Linked DNA regions of Gossypium hirsutum: region 2 is linked to region 1. A link is a contact called in public Hi-C data. All regions are on one chromosome and are shown on one strand. Each heading gives the region's core, a stretch centred on a gene start, on an enhancer-like site or on the middle of the called end of the contact. The rest is flanking DNA. Distances are from core to core; before and after follow the strand shown. Region 1 has its middle 22 kb from the start of LOC121226513. Region 2 holds the start of LOC107887044 (mitogen-activated protein kinase homolog D5).

Evidence for each region. Hi-C and Micro-C count contacts between places; a contact is called where the count stands out from the background.
Region 2: a Hi-C map of petal shows a contact between it and region 1, with 2.8 times the contacts expected there. The contact joins the promoter of LOC107887044 here to the enhancer-like site in region 1. A contact is called at or near these places in 10 of 34 Hi-C or Micro-C datasets (callus, hypocotyl, leaf and 1 more).

Annotation. Positions count from the first base shown.
Region 1 is chrA03:36,248,234-36,255,472 of Gossypium_hirsutum_v2.1, forward strand. It overlaps the pseudogene LOC107887043. Among protein-coding and RNA genes, the nearest start is that of LOC121226513, 22 kb to the right of the region's middle. Within about 2 kb of position 3,043, at least 5 of the 9 cell types and tissues checked have an H3K27ac peak or open chromatin away from gene starts, as enhancers often do.
Region 2 is chrA03:36,441,669-36,448,907 of Gossypium_hirsutum_v2.1, forward strand. It overlaps LOC107887044 (mitogen-activated protein kinase homolog D5), which reads right to left and starts at 3,143. Exons shown (of 6, transcript XM_041098178.1): 1 at 2,618-3,143; 2 at 2,404-2,533; 3 at 1,292-1,429; 4 at 1-206. The coding sequence starts at 2,859.

The DNA.
Region 1 (7,239 bases), core at 1,793-4,292:
CCTTTTTATTAAACAAATCATTAAATCAATCCACAAACACACATTTTGGGCATTTTACAAATTAGCCCTCATATTTTTACATTTTGACAATTTAGTCCCTATTTCACAAAATCACAAAATACACAAAATTTACTTATACCCATGTTAGGCCGAATTCTTATAGCATTCATATAAGCCCATATGTTTCATTTATTTCACATTTTAGTCCCTCAAAAACTCATTTTCACAATTTAGCCCATTTTACTCAAATTCATCAAAAATTCAAAGACAAAATAAACTAACCTAAAACATATCTTTCATTTTCCATCAACTACCTTCACAAAGCTTACAAAATCAACAATGGCATAACTCAAAATCACCATCAAAATAAGAAATTAAGACATGTGCTTGATAATATACTAAGCAACGATCACAAAAACGTAGAAATTATCAAAAACCGAACAAAAATGAACCTTTAATCAAGCTTTATCATGGTCAAACATTCAAAGCTCAAGACCCTATTATTTTCTTCTATTTTTGGCTGAACAAGGATGAATATAACACCACTTTCATGTTTTCTTTTATTAAATACTTAATTATGCAACAATTATTGTTTTGCCCATGATTAATAAACATTTAAAACATTAACATATAAGGCCATTTTAGTCCACTTTCAATATAAATGGCATATTAACAACATAAGGAACTCATAATCAATACGCCATATCAAAAAGACACTTTTAACAGATAGCAAGCCATTTTTACATTTTATACGATTAGGTCCTTTTATCAGATTAAGCACACAAATGATCAAATTTTCCTACGAAACTTTTACAGACATAAATTCATATATTATAATGAGCACCCCACCCCACCAACAACTCTCGTTTGGATGAGCCATTGAGGATGGCTTCCACCTATCTAGCAATCAAAAACCCTTCCATCAGGGTGGTAGGTTTTAAAAGCTCTAGGTATTGCCCCACATCAGCTTTCAAATTACTGATGAATATACTGATAGCGTATTGTTTAGGTAACTGCAACTAATTTAACAAACTAATGAAAGAATTATAGTATTGATTGATCGAACCTGTATGTTTAAGGGAGAGTAATTCTTTCATAGGATCCTGGAAAGTTTGATATCCAAACTTGTCCTTGGGTTTTTGCGCATATGACTCCAATTCAACATGTGGAACCCCTTTGCCTTTGAGCATAAAAATGATGTCAATCGAGAGCCCTTCCCTCTAGATACAACATGACCATCCTTACTCTAGCATTCACCAAAATCTCCTCAGCCGAAAAGTACTATTCTAGTTTTGCCTACCAACCTCTAAATTTTGTACCGTCAAAACGAGGGCAATCCAATTTAGGGGGTTTAGTATTGACCTTGACAACATCGGACTTTTGGAATGGGAACAGGGAATCCTTAAGAGGAAATCTTGGTGGAGGCCCGCTCAACACTCCTTTCCCCTTGTCAGACAGTAAAAGTTTTCCCAAATATTGCTTAAATATACCATGAAGTTGACCTTGAAGCTCAACCTTCAACTTACCCCGAAAATCCTCCTTTAGTTTTTTGAACCTATCCCTAATATGACTATCCAATTTGTCTCCAATATGACTATCCAGTTGAGAGAGTTCGGATTGAAGCTCAGTGACTTCTTACTATAGATGAGTAACCTCCTTTTGTAGACAAGTGAAAATTCCATCCCCGACCATGAGAATTGGCTTGCTCTGATACCTTTGTTAGGAGATTGTTTCCAAGAAAACCAAGAGAACAAAAAACATAAAGAAAGAGCAGAGAAAGAAAATAAAATTTTCATTTATTTACTCAATAGCAAAAAACATGCCTTCCTTCTTTCCCTTATCCGTCGATTATAACAAAAAAGAATGATTGCCACATGGAAAGAAAGCAAAGGCAATTACAACTGAAACAAAACACAGCGTAATCAAAACTATTCATTTCATTAAAATCCCTTTTCCTCAAAACACTGTGTAGAATATTAAACACAAAACACAACATAATAATATAATTTAAAAACTTATTAAAGTACCCTTAACAAATATTTTGTTTTAAAAACGTACCCTAGAACTTTCAACAATTTCGAAGGCAGAGAGGATATTTATCTGAGTTTTTACTCTATTATCAAATTATCTAACAGTTGATTTTTATCTTATTAAATTAGATGGCCATTTCAACGAAGCGGTCTAAGAAAGAGGCGGCCCAAGAAAACCGGTTAAGAGAGGTTGCATATTAAAAATTAATTATCGTTTGCAGTAATACGGTTCCCTTATTTTCTTCTACATATCTCTCTTATCTATTTTCACATACCGCTCCAACCCGATTCGGCTCCGAAATGGACTCTGAGTCTGTAAGTTCCGCGAATCCCTCACGCTTGCCTCTGAGCATTTAGAAAGAAACCTTTCGGGAAAATAACATAAGAGAGAAAAAAAAAAGAAAAAACCGAATACATCCATTTCTAGGGCTTTAATTGAATGTATTCATCTATGTATTTAAAATTTAAATATTAATTGGACGTTAGTTATTTTCTTTTTCTTTTTCTTTTTCATATCTAGTTTTGAAGAATTCGCGATTGTAAATGCTGCTTAGGGTTCTTGAAGAATTGCTGCTTTGACATATATATATTTCGATTTGGAACGGGATTTCCTGGGTTGGTTTTTTAATGTTGGAACCTTTTCTTTTTGGAGGAGGTAGCCAGATTGGGGGGGGTTGATTTTAGGGTTTTTAGCCATTGATTTGCAAAACGGGAACGATAGGTTTGGGTTAGAGGATAATGTGTATACTGTGTGTGATTCAGAAGTGGTCTCGCCGGGTTGCTACGATGCTGCCTTGGTTAGTTATACCTCTCATAGGTTTATGGGCTCTTTCTCAGCTATTGCCACCTGATTTTCGATTTGAGATCACGTCCCCAAGGCTGGCTTGCGTTTTTGTGCTTTTGGCAACTCTGTTTTGGTATGAGATTTTAATTCCCCGGCTATCTGCTTGGAGGGTTAGAAGGAATGCACGCCTTAGGGAGAGGAAGAGGTTTGAGGCTATAGAATTGCAGAAGCTTCGCAAAACTGCGACACGAAGGTGCCGGAACTGCCTGACTCCATATAGGGATCAGAAACCTGGTGGTGGTCGGTTTATGTGCTCTTATTGTGGCCATATTTCAAAGAGACCTGTTTTGGACCTGCCAGGTCCACCTGGTCTGGGTATTTCAAATTCTGGGATCATTAAGGATCTTGTTGGAAAAAGTGGTAAACTCTTGAATGGAAAAGGATGGTCGGAGAATGGGTGGATGTGTGGGCAGGATTGGTTAGAGAATGGCAACTGGGTCTCTGGGTCTGTTGGAGGGAAGCCTAGCTATTGGTGGAAGAATGGCACTGGTGACTTTGGAGGAGTTGAAGATTGTTTGGCGAAGAAATCTTATTCAGGAATTGTTATTTTTGCATGCAGACTGTTAACGTCCTTCTTGAGCATTAGGTGGCTTTTGAGAAGGATTTTTGGGGTTAGTTCATCGAATTATGATGCTTCATCTGATGCAGACCACAGGGGCATGTTGACTAAGAGGGGTGAGAGTGGGACAAGCTTTCATGAGAGCAGAGGAGAAAAAGCACGCAGAAAAGCTGAAGAAAAGAGACAAGCTAGGTTAGAAAAAGAGCTTTTGGAGCAAGAAGAGAGAAAGCAAAGAGAGGAGGTTGCAAGATTGGTGGAAGAAAGGAGGAGACTGAGGGATGAAAAACTGGAGGCTGAAAGAGATCGCAGCAAATTATCACCATCTGCAAAGGAGAAAGAGATAAAAAGGGAAGCTGAAAATAAGTCTAAAGAGAGAAATAAAGAGAAAGATAAAGCATTTAGTAAGAGCCACACTGATGCAGAAGAGCTTGAAAAGAGAGCTGTTAAGGAAACTGAACTGAAGCATGACTTTGATAAGAAGTGTGAGATTGATTTCTGGGAACATCTGAGGTCTGGGTCTGATAATCTCAAGGGCAATGCTCTAGAAACAGGACATGTAATTAAAAGTACTCCTGCAATTAATTTTAGCCGGGGAAATGGTGGAACTAGATACCTTGACCGTATGAGGGGTACATTTTTGTCATCCTCTAAAGCTTTTACAGGAAGTAGTTTCTTTGGAAAGAATACTAATATTCCTGCTATTGCAAAAGAAAAAAAAACTAATAATCCTGTAGACCATGCCCATACTTCAGCCGATAGGAGGGATTTCTGTCCATCTGAACGAGTAGCTGGGAAGTTGAGTATGGATGGAGATGATAAGAATGCTAAAAACAACCACTCTGTAAGTTATTTGGCCCTGTTATTTGAGTTCATTATTTAGTAAATTAGTTCAATTCTTACCTTTCTGTGTATGATAATGAAAATACGGGCAATTTATTTTGAAATGATCCCAAATGCAAAGTAGAGTACTACTATGGCTGTATTAAGAGCAACCATCAGCCAGCTGATTCCAGTGGTAAATGAAATTTTCAAGCTTTCCTTGTTAGTAATATAATTGTATTATGTTATGTGCCTTGGCGTAGGATCTAGTCACAGGTCTAGACGAGAAAGAATTCTTGCTTCGACCTATGGTTACTCAAAAGGCAGATTCGTCCTTGACTGAACCCTCTTCCCAGACTAACTTTTGTGATAAAAATAAACTGCTTACTTTATTTCATGTTGTCAGCCTTTTTATAGGCTGTTAATTACAAAGGGAAAGTCCTAATATAATTCCTAATTTAAAGTTTATAAGGAAATAAAAAACCTAATATAATAAGTAAAACTAAAACTCTAAAGAAATTAAATAAATGTAAAACTCTAATTCCTGTTCCTTCTCTGATATTGTTTTCAAATGAAAACATCATATTATTGTTGTCATTTTTTCCCATGTGTGGTCCAGCACATAGTTTCATGTATTGGTTCTAAATGCGAGCCCCGAAGTTATTGGTGTCATGGCTTGTTGGTTTGGTTGGGCATATCTCATATTTTCCCTGGAATCAGCATGTTTTATTTATGTAGAATCTGATGTTTTCTCGAAGATTATGTGGCCTTTGGTACACATTATAGAACTTTATGTAGAAATAAACAATGCTAAAATATTGAGTTGTTCAATGCAGATGCTTTCAGAACCCCAACTGTGGGCAGCACCCAAAAAGTCTTGGCAACAGTTATTTACTCGTTCCCCTTCTCTTCCTCCCGTCTCAAATGCAAATGTTATTAGTAGACCGACTTCGAAGAATAAACCAGCAGCTCAGGGCTCACAATTTCCTAGTCATTCAACAATACAAACATTTGATAATCCTATCAATTTTGGACTACCATCACCATTTATATCTATGTACACAAATGGAGTCCCTAGCAGTAGTTTAGGTTTCTCACCAGCTATTGAACCCATTTTCCCTCGTGCTGCTGAAGGGCTAAGTGAAATTATACCAGAAGAACCAGAGCTTTTTGAAGACCCCTGTTATGTTCCTGATCCTGTATCCTTGCTTGGGCCTGTTTCTGAGTCGCTTGATAATTTTCAGTTGGACTTGGGTGCTGGGTTTGGGACGGATGTGGGAATGGAAAGGCCTCGTGGTTTGAAGAATATATCTGCTTCTTCTGAAATTAACAAGCCCTCACCTATTGAATCTCCTTTGTCAAGATCACGTTCTGCTACCCCAAAGGCCCAAGATCTTCAAACTTCTCCTGTGGATGATACTAATGCAAATGAGAAAAGGACATGGCAGATGTGGAGCAGTTCTCCCCTTGGTCAGGATGGTCTGGGCTTGATGGGTGATCCAGCAAGCTGGCTGCTACCCCTGGAACATAATAGATCAAACAAGGATGACTTTTTGCACCCTTCTTCTCAGAAAACTATGGCATCATTGTTCACAAAAGAGGACCCTATACTTGCTGGAAAACAATCTCCTCAGATGGTTTTTCTTGGTAATGGCCAGAATGGTGGAACATTCAGTCCTGTAACCGGCCTGAGTGATCATGATCCATGGTTACAGGATACTTCCTTTCCATCATTATGTGGCAGTAATAACCATTTTCCTAACAAGTCTCTGGACGAAATGAGTTATGGAAGTCTCAATGGATCTGCAGGCACCCATCCATTCGAGCCTTCTGCTGCAAAATGTTGGCCCAAGTGAGTCAATCAAACTTATATCCTACCCTTAAATGCTAATATTTCACATATTTGTAGATGGCAAAGAACTTCGAATGTTGTCTATTTTATTTCTTAAATTGTTTAATCATTGATTTGAGTGAGATATCTTTACTGTTAGCATTTTAATTTGGCTCTATTGACTGTAGGAATTGTGCCAGTGCAAATCATTAGTCTTTAGAGTTTAGAGTTTAGGGTTAGCGATGTATCAATGAGCATCATTGATTTGTTGTTGAGTTTGCTTATTAAATCGGTTCCATAAGTCAGATTATTGTTGAATCTCAGCAGTAGAAATGGGGTCGATCAAAGGTTTCCAAATTTCATTTCTACCTTTTGGTTTATTTTGCATGCTTCTTTGGTCACTGGGAAATAAATGCTGTGGCTTGAATCTTAGTATGTGACCAATTGAGGTTAAATGGTGCAACTGTTGACTATCATTCGAGTTACAGTGTTCTCGTTGTTGCTTGTAGTGAAACTGATGTTGGTGGCATCTTTGGAGTTATTCCTCGTATTGATGTCTTTTATCATTATTGAACTGTTGAGGGTATAATTGTAGTGTTTGTAGCCATTCACTTAATCCATCTGGAAAAATGGTCTTGTTTGCCCATGTTTGTTTAATGCATTTGAACTTATAATGGTTATCTAACATTTGGGGGGTACTGTTTTCTTTTGGCAGAAAGGAATGGGTTATGCAAGATTCAGAACAACCAGTTGGGAAGTCTTCTATTTCAAGGCCCCATGTTGGCGGTTTATTTCACAACCAGATGTACAGTCACTTTGGTAATTTGATTGAAATAGAAAAACAAAAGTGACACAGCTAATTGGAGGATTTACTCGATGCATGCTTTGAAACACAATAACAGCTCTTGATCCTACTTTGTCGATCATAGTTAGATTTGCGATATCATAATGTTGGTAGTTCGGTAGACTTGAACTTTGGTACATGGACTCAGATATGATGGATACGGGTATATTTAATTTTTTTTTTCTTATTTGGCTGATGTTTACATGGTTATATTCCATATACATATTCATGTTCGAATATTCTTACAACACAGTTACTCGGAGAAAATTCAAGAAAATTGAAAAGTGGATACAATCTTTGTACAATCCTGTT
Region 2 (7,239 bases), core at 1,893-4,392, 190 kb after region 1:
AGCAACAGTTCAGGTGGACGGTACCATCTTGTAACAACATATTCAGTCATAAAATCACTTTCAGAGGTGACACGAGCGAGTCCAAAATCACATATTTTCAAGTCACAATTAGCATTCAGGAGAAGGTTGCTAGGTTTCAAGTCCCTGTGTAGAACATTTGCAGAGTGTATATACTTCAGCCCACGTAAGATCTGATAGAGGAAATACTGCAAAGCACAAAGACAGATGGTTAATTTGATGTTAAGGCTCAAAGAGCAACCTTAAAATATGGGCATTACAATTATCTTGGGTACTGTTCAGTTGTTTTTCAACAACATTCGAAAACAAAAGCACAAGACCTATTTGAAAAAGAAAAATTAAGAATGTTATTTTTGGAAATAAAAAGACAAAAGAAAGCAATCTTGTCTATACTATAACAATTATGTTAGAAATGTGTTTCTATTAGTTATGTGTTCATTTTACTCGATGACCATTTGCATCTACTTTGTCAATTTCCCATCTACGTATAAATAGGATTTTCAGTAATGCAAGGAACAGTTAAGTTTATTTTTTGCACTTATGCTTTTCTTTGGAATTGCATGAATCAACTACCCCAGGTGTGAAGCCTTTGGGGCCTTGAAACCTTCAACTTGAAACCTAAGAAAATACAGGGGAGAATCTATGACATCTCCTTTTTGCTTATTTTTTAAATTTCAGCAAACATTCAGATCTAAAATCAAACCTGAAGCCTTTCCTTTGAAGTTGAGCCCTACAAAACCATATATCCAAGCATAAACTAACCCCTCAATAGTTGTACATAAAATAAACTTTAAAATCAAGGTCAGAAGACACAACTGCACAAAACCTTGAACTTCTTGATCCAATATTGATACTATGGCATATTTCTAAAGAAACCTTATTTGCCACATATTTACCCCTGTTTTCCCCCTCAAATAAGAATGGATATTTGCGATCAAACAGTAACTTGCATGTAGTCCAACATCAGGTACCAACCTTTTGACAATTAGAGGCTTGAATACAAATAACTAGTTCTTTAAAAGCCTAAGAAATTTCTCTATGCATAATTCTTCAAGTGCAATAGATGGGAAATGTTTGCAACTATAGCAGTTGATATTGCCAATTCAGTTAAACAAGACTAATTAGGAAGAAAACTAACAACGGGGCTTGAAGGGAGCAAACCTAAGGATCTAAATTAGCAGCCAACTGAAATAACTGTACCCTAAAACTTGAACTAGTAATTTAAAAGATGTAACTCTTATGTTAAAAAGCAACCAAATCTCTACATTCCAACCTGACAATGCTCTTCAGATAAAGCTTGATTAGAACGGATTATCTGATGCAGGTCAGTGTCCATCAGCTCGTACGCAATATAAACATCATTAAAGCATTCCCTTTGAGGTGGTGGAATTATATCCCTGATTGCAACAACCTGCATAAAAGGTGCAAATGAGACTAAACCACCATGATAACAAAAATGATATTGTTCTTCCCAGTTCTCTCTCTCACAGCCAGAGAAAAAGGAATTGGAGCAAAGAAAGAACATGTTATGACCAATTAATGTAAAGGGATTACATTCTCAGCTATGGTTTAAGCAAATTTTCACTAGTGATAGACAAGATTTAACCAACCTGAACAACAAAACAACCAAATTTGACCCAGAAAAATCTTCTACTGTTATACATAGATATTATTAATGTTTATAAATCAGAATAGTGCAAACCACTATAGGATAGGACAATACTGTTTAAAACTTGGAATTGAAATTTTAGTGGAGGAATTTGAGGCTTTTTACTAGCATAAATATGATCCAACATCTCATCTGAGAAAGAAAAATAATAACTTCCAGGGTTTACCTTACATAGAAAATATCTTACTTTCTATTCTTCACTCAAGGAAAGTTCCTAAATGCTGTACGAAAGCATAAAAACTAACACTTAGGAGAAAAATCTCTAGTCTTTACTCATTAATAATAATACACGTCAAACATCCCATGTTTTTAGCAATTATAGAAAAATAATTATTTATGCCCGTGATTGGATATTCCAGGAAAATGAACAAGTAGGTAAGCCAGTAATCATCGAGATCCTAAGAACTAAACTCATATCGAGCAAAGGTTTATTCAATGATTGGTGAGTGAGTTGAATACTCCTATGTTGCCACAGCTCTATTCCTCTAATTTTCCTCTGAGGTACCTATATAAGTCGAACACATATCTAATACTTAGAAGCCAAGAATCAAATGGGGGTTGTGATCCTATTACAACGAGTTGGAGTAATATTAGCCATAAAGAACATTAGAACAGCAAAACAGAACCTAAAACCAAAACACATAAAGGAATCAATGACAAATGAAATGAATCAAAATCAATTTAAAAGAACCCCCCAAAAAATTCCACTCACTGACGTTTTCATGATCCATGTGACGAAGCAGCTTGATCTCACGAAGAGTTCTCTTCGCATCAATCTTGTTATCAAATGCGTTCGCTATCTTCTTTAACGCAACGTGTTCATTTGTCTCGGAATTCAATGCGGAACTAAGATAAATTAAATTAAACAAAATTAACAATAATCAATCAAATAATCAAAAGAAGTAGAAGAAGCAGAAGAAGAGCGGTTACCAAACGATGCCGTAAGCGCCTTTACCGATAGGCATAATAGGTGGTTTATATTTAGCAGTGACCTCGAAAATGTTACCAAAGATGTTATACTGAATAAACCTACCGCCGTGGCTTAGAGTGGCCGGAATATTTTCCAGGCCAGCGGCCACCTGAGGCGGACGTTGCTGGTGGTGTTGTGGCTGTTGCTGGGCTGCTTCTGCCATCTCGGTGTCCGCCGCCTGTGGTGGTCCTCCGCCTTCCATTCTTACCTTATTTCCTGGAAAAAAGAATCTAAAAAGAAATTAGGGTGAGTGGGTGTACTGGAAGGATGCGTAGGATTTTATTGGTTAATAGATCTGTGCTGTTTTCTCTATTTTAATTTTTTTTCTGCAATACGAAACTGGTGCTGCCGTGTTCGGTAATTGTTCTTAAAAATTGATTCATGCGGTTTGATTTTAAAGTGTTTATTTAAGGATAATTATTGCAATAATGGAAGTAATAAATCGTTAATTGATATTAAAAAATAAAAATAAAGCATAAGACATTTAGCCCCTAAACTATGCAAGTTTTCCCATTTTGGTTCTAATCTCCTTTTTTTTTTTCACATTATTTTCTGAATTTGATAATTTTTCTAATTTTAGTAATATTCTTATAAAAGAATGACTCTTTTAGACAATAATTTGGCATAATATCAAACTATTATATAATCACATACCAAAAATGGAAAATTTTTGCCAAATTTAGGGACAAAATGTTATTTATCCTTAAAAATAATTTATTGAAAGTTAGTTTTTTTGGTTCTTTAATATAAACTTTTATAATATTTATTAATATAAGTGAATGGGATAGTTTTTTCCCTAATGCATTTTTTTTACCTCAACACTTGTTGTTGTCGAGTTCAAGGTGCATAGCAACGCTTTCAAGTTTTTCTTACATTTTGTTATTCCTTAAAAGCTTATGCTTTCTTCCACGGAAGATAAATTGAGAGATTTACTTACATTTTGTTATTCCTATCAATTCTTATTGAACAATGGAAACTAGAGACCCATATGTTTTGTCTCTTATGTGGTGAAGAGACAACAAGGCTAGAAGATGTAACATTGCTAATGGAGCTTCTAGTGGTCAAGTGTCTTGTAATTGGATCGTACCCAAAGGAGAATGGATGTTGATAAATAGACTAAAGATTTTCTATGCTATACAAAGGTCTACTGATCTGATAGAAATTCAAGTTATTGAAGTGATCCATAGTAAGCAATGAATTACAACTAACTAGATTACTAAATTTTGTCACTCAAGAACTAAAACTATTATTTACTTTAATTGAAGACTTCTCATGAGATCCAATTAGTGATTGGTTGCTCTTTCTATTGTTAATGGTCTTGGAATGAATTGCTATTAATGTTATGTCCTCCCTTTAAATGACATATCCTCTCAGTTTCAATAAGCTAAAAAGAAAGCCCTTGAGATCTCCTCTCAATCTCACTCGAGTAAATGTCGCACCTATCAGTTTTAGACGTTTGGCTCAACTAATTCTATTTTACCCAATAGAATCTCTTGTTGATCTTATCTATCTAAGTTTTTACTTAGGTTTGTCAAGTATAGGTTATCAAGTTGAACTAATCAATTATATAATGCATAAATACCAAAATTACGCAACAATCTCATCAACAATAATCCAAACAACCAATCACTTATTGAATTTAGCTTTTGATCATATCAAGTTGTTAGCTCGATTGGTCAAACCGAAACTGCCAAGAGGGGTGACTTGGATTTTTAAAAATTTAGGAAAGCTAGAGAGAAAAGATAGAAAGATGAACACAACGATATAGAGTGGTTTAACCCTAATTACCTACTCCACTTCCTTAGCTTTCCACAAATAAGGATTTTCTCAACTTCATTAATTTGTTCTACCTTTGAGGACAAGGTTTAACCTTACAACTCCTTCAAGATTTCTACCCAAATCTTAAGACATAACTCCTCTCAAAGAGATACAAGGAAGCAAACAAAGAAACTAATATTTACAAGATTGATGTGTTTGCAAATTAAGCTCAATTACAATGAAAAATGCTTGAGCAAAAGAATGGAAATAAGGCTCAAAAGTGTTTGAAAGAAAAATATGGAAATATATGGCACAAAGGTTGTTTTGATTTATCTTTAAGCTTGAATATTCTTTCTTGTTGTTTTAGGACCTTTAGAAGTTGGTATTTATACCCTCTAATTCATTTCCAGCCATTGTGGTTGTTGAGAAAATAAATAGAGTTGTTGGGGATGAAAATACCAGGTCATCAAAATTCACTTGCAACATAAAGTGTCAATACTTTTTGTATGAGTATCAATACTAGAGACATTTAATGCATGATTCAGTGATTGTTAAGGTCAGTTTCCAACAATACCAAAAATAATTTATCGATACCCAGTAAAAGGTGTCGATACTTGTTGACATTTTTGACAGATTATTAAAAACAGAATGCAAAAACGATATCGATATAAAGTTTAGGTATTGATAAAATTCAACAGGTATCGATATAATTTTCAAGGTATCGATACGTATTGTTTGTGTTCAATTTTGTATTCAAAACATATAGTAGACTTGGTATCAATAAAAATTAAGGTATCGATAAATTTGTACAACTATCGACACATTTTGGAAAACACCGATACTTTTTGTAGGGAACAGCTTTAAAACTGATTTGAAATCGTTGTAATTAAGTTGAAGAGTTTAAATTCATTTTCAGAACTTTGTCAAAAAATATTCTAAGTGTTTAAAGTATTTCTAAGATGTTTGGAAGTTTTGAAATATTATTCATGCTTTGAATTCTTTGTTCAAATTTTTTTTATTTAAAGATGTTTTCGTTTGTTATTCCAAATAAAGCTAGTTCAACAATCTCCCCCTTTTTGGTATAACAAAATGTTTTGGTAAATTTGTTTTTGAGTTTGTTACTCCCACTTTTTGAAGTTCAATTTGAATCAATTACTTGATTTTTTGAAATTTGGAAAAAAGGATTTGACATTAAAAAATGGTCACTTTGTAACACCCCTCACCTTTACCCGAGACCGGGACAAGGTACGGGGCATTACCAAAAAATACGGGCTATAAAATATCATTTCAATTTAAAACCGATCAAACAGAATTGTGTTGTCCCCAATATGGACCTACGAGGTCGAAAACATGCATTAAAAGTGATCCGGGACTAAACCGAGAACTTTGAAAACTTTAGGGAGTTTCTAGGCTTAAACCTCACACGTCCGTGTCCCTTACTCGTGTTGAATTATTGGAGTTTATTTTTTATTTCGAACCTACAGGGGTTTTCACAAGGCCGAGCACACACTCGTGTCTCTAGCCCATGTCCCTCGCACGGCCAAAACACACCCGTGTCCAAAAACCTGGACATTCTATTAATGACATCATCATGTATCTAGGGGCACACGACCAAGGCACACGCTCGTGTGCAGGGCCATGTTTTCCACACGGTTGAGACACATAGCCATGTCCTATCCGTGTGTTTACTACCATGCATACTAACCTAAAAATTCAAGGTACAGGGGACACATGGTTGAGTAACATGTCCAAGGGGCAGGCCGTGTGTCACACACGGCCTAGACACATGCCCGTGTGTCTATCTGTGTGTACCTTTTTGGAGGCTATTTTCCAAGCCAATGGTTACCCTCAACTTCCATACACATTTATAAACTTCAATGGTATTTAACATGGTCTAAATATGTCCGTAACCCACCTTGGCATAGTCAAATGCATGTTAACCTTATCTCATTGGTTTAGCACATGCTAGGTTATCCTTTTTGTATTAAGGATTACCACTTCAATAATCACATTTTATACTTGGCTCATTTCATAACTCATTTCCAATTATGGCCTAACCATCTCCAAGTGATTTGGCCACATTTCATATGTCCATTCATGATATACCAAATTTAACCATCACATGAAACATTTAAGCATAACATGCACAATTAGTAGGTTTCCAACCTAAATTAAAATGAGCCATATCCCATGGCCATATACAAAATGAATAAGTATATCATTCAAGCCCTTACATTGGCTAGCCAAAAGACACATATAACAAAATAACCAAGAATCCTATACATGCCATTATAACAAAATAAAAGTTTCTATATACCAAAGCAAGACAAGTTGATAGTGTGATCGATGCTCCAACTGTCTTCCAATCTTCACGAGTCTGCGAGCTCTGTGAGACAAGGGAAAAGAAAGGGGTAAGCATTTACATGCTTAGTAAGTCCAAATAATAGGAAGGTAAACTTACCGGTTATTTAGCATACATCCATAAAAGATATTCATGCCAAACATGCATAGTATAGTTTCCTTAACACATACGCTCAACCATCAAGTTAGTCTCAGGCAAATACATTATAACATTAGTCTTAGATGAGCCCATCAATTCAAGCATTTCTATTTTCGTTTCTCATTTGAAACCCGTTGAATTTCTTGGGATCTCGATGGATATCTCATTTACCGTCAAATCATGCAAGTGATCATTTTAAATACATACTCCTGTGAACCTCGCTTTTACGACAGGATTACTAGTCCAGGCTAAATCTTCCGTATAAAAACTTACAAAGCAATGTCGGGATTACCAGTCCAGGCTAAATCCCTTACAATGACATAA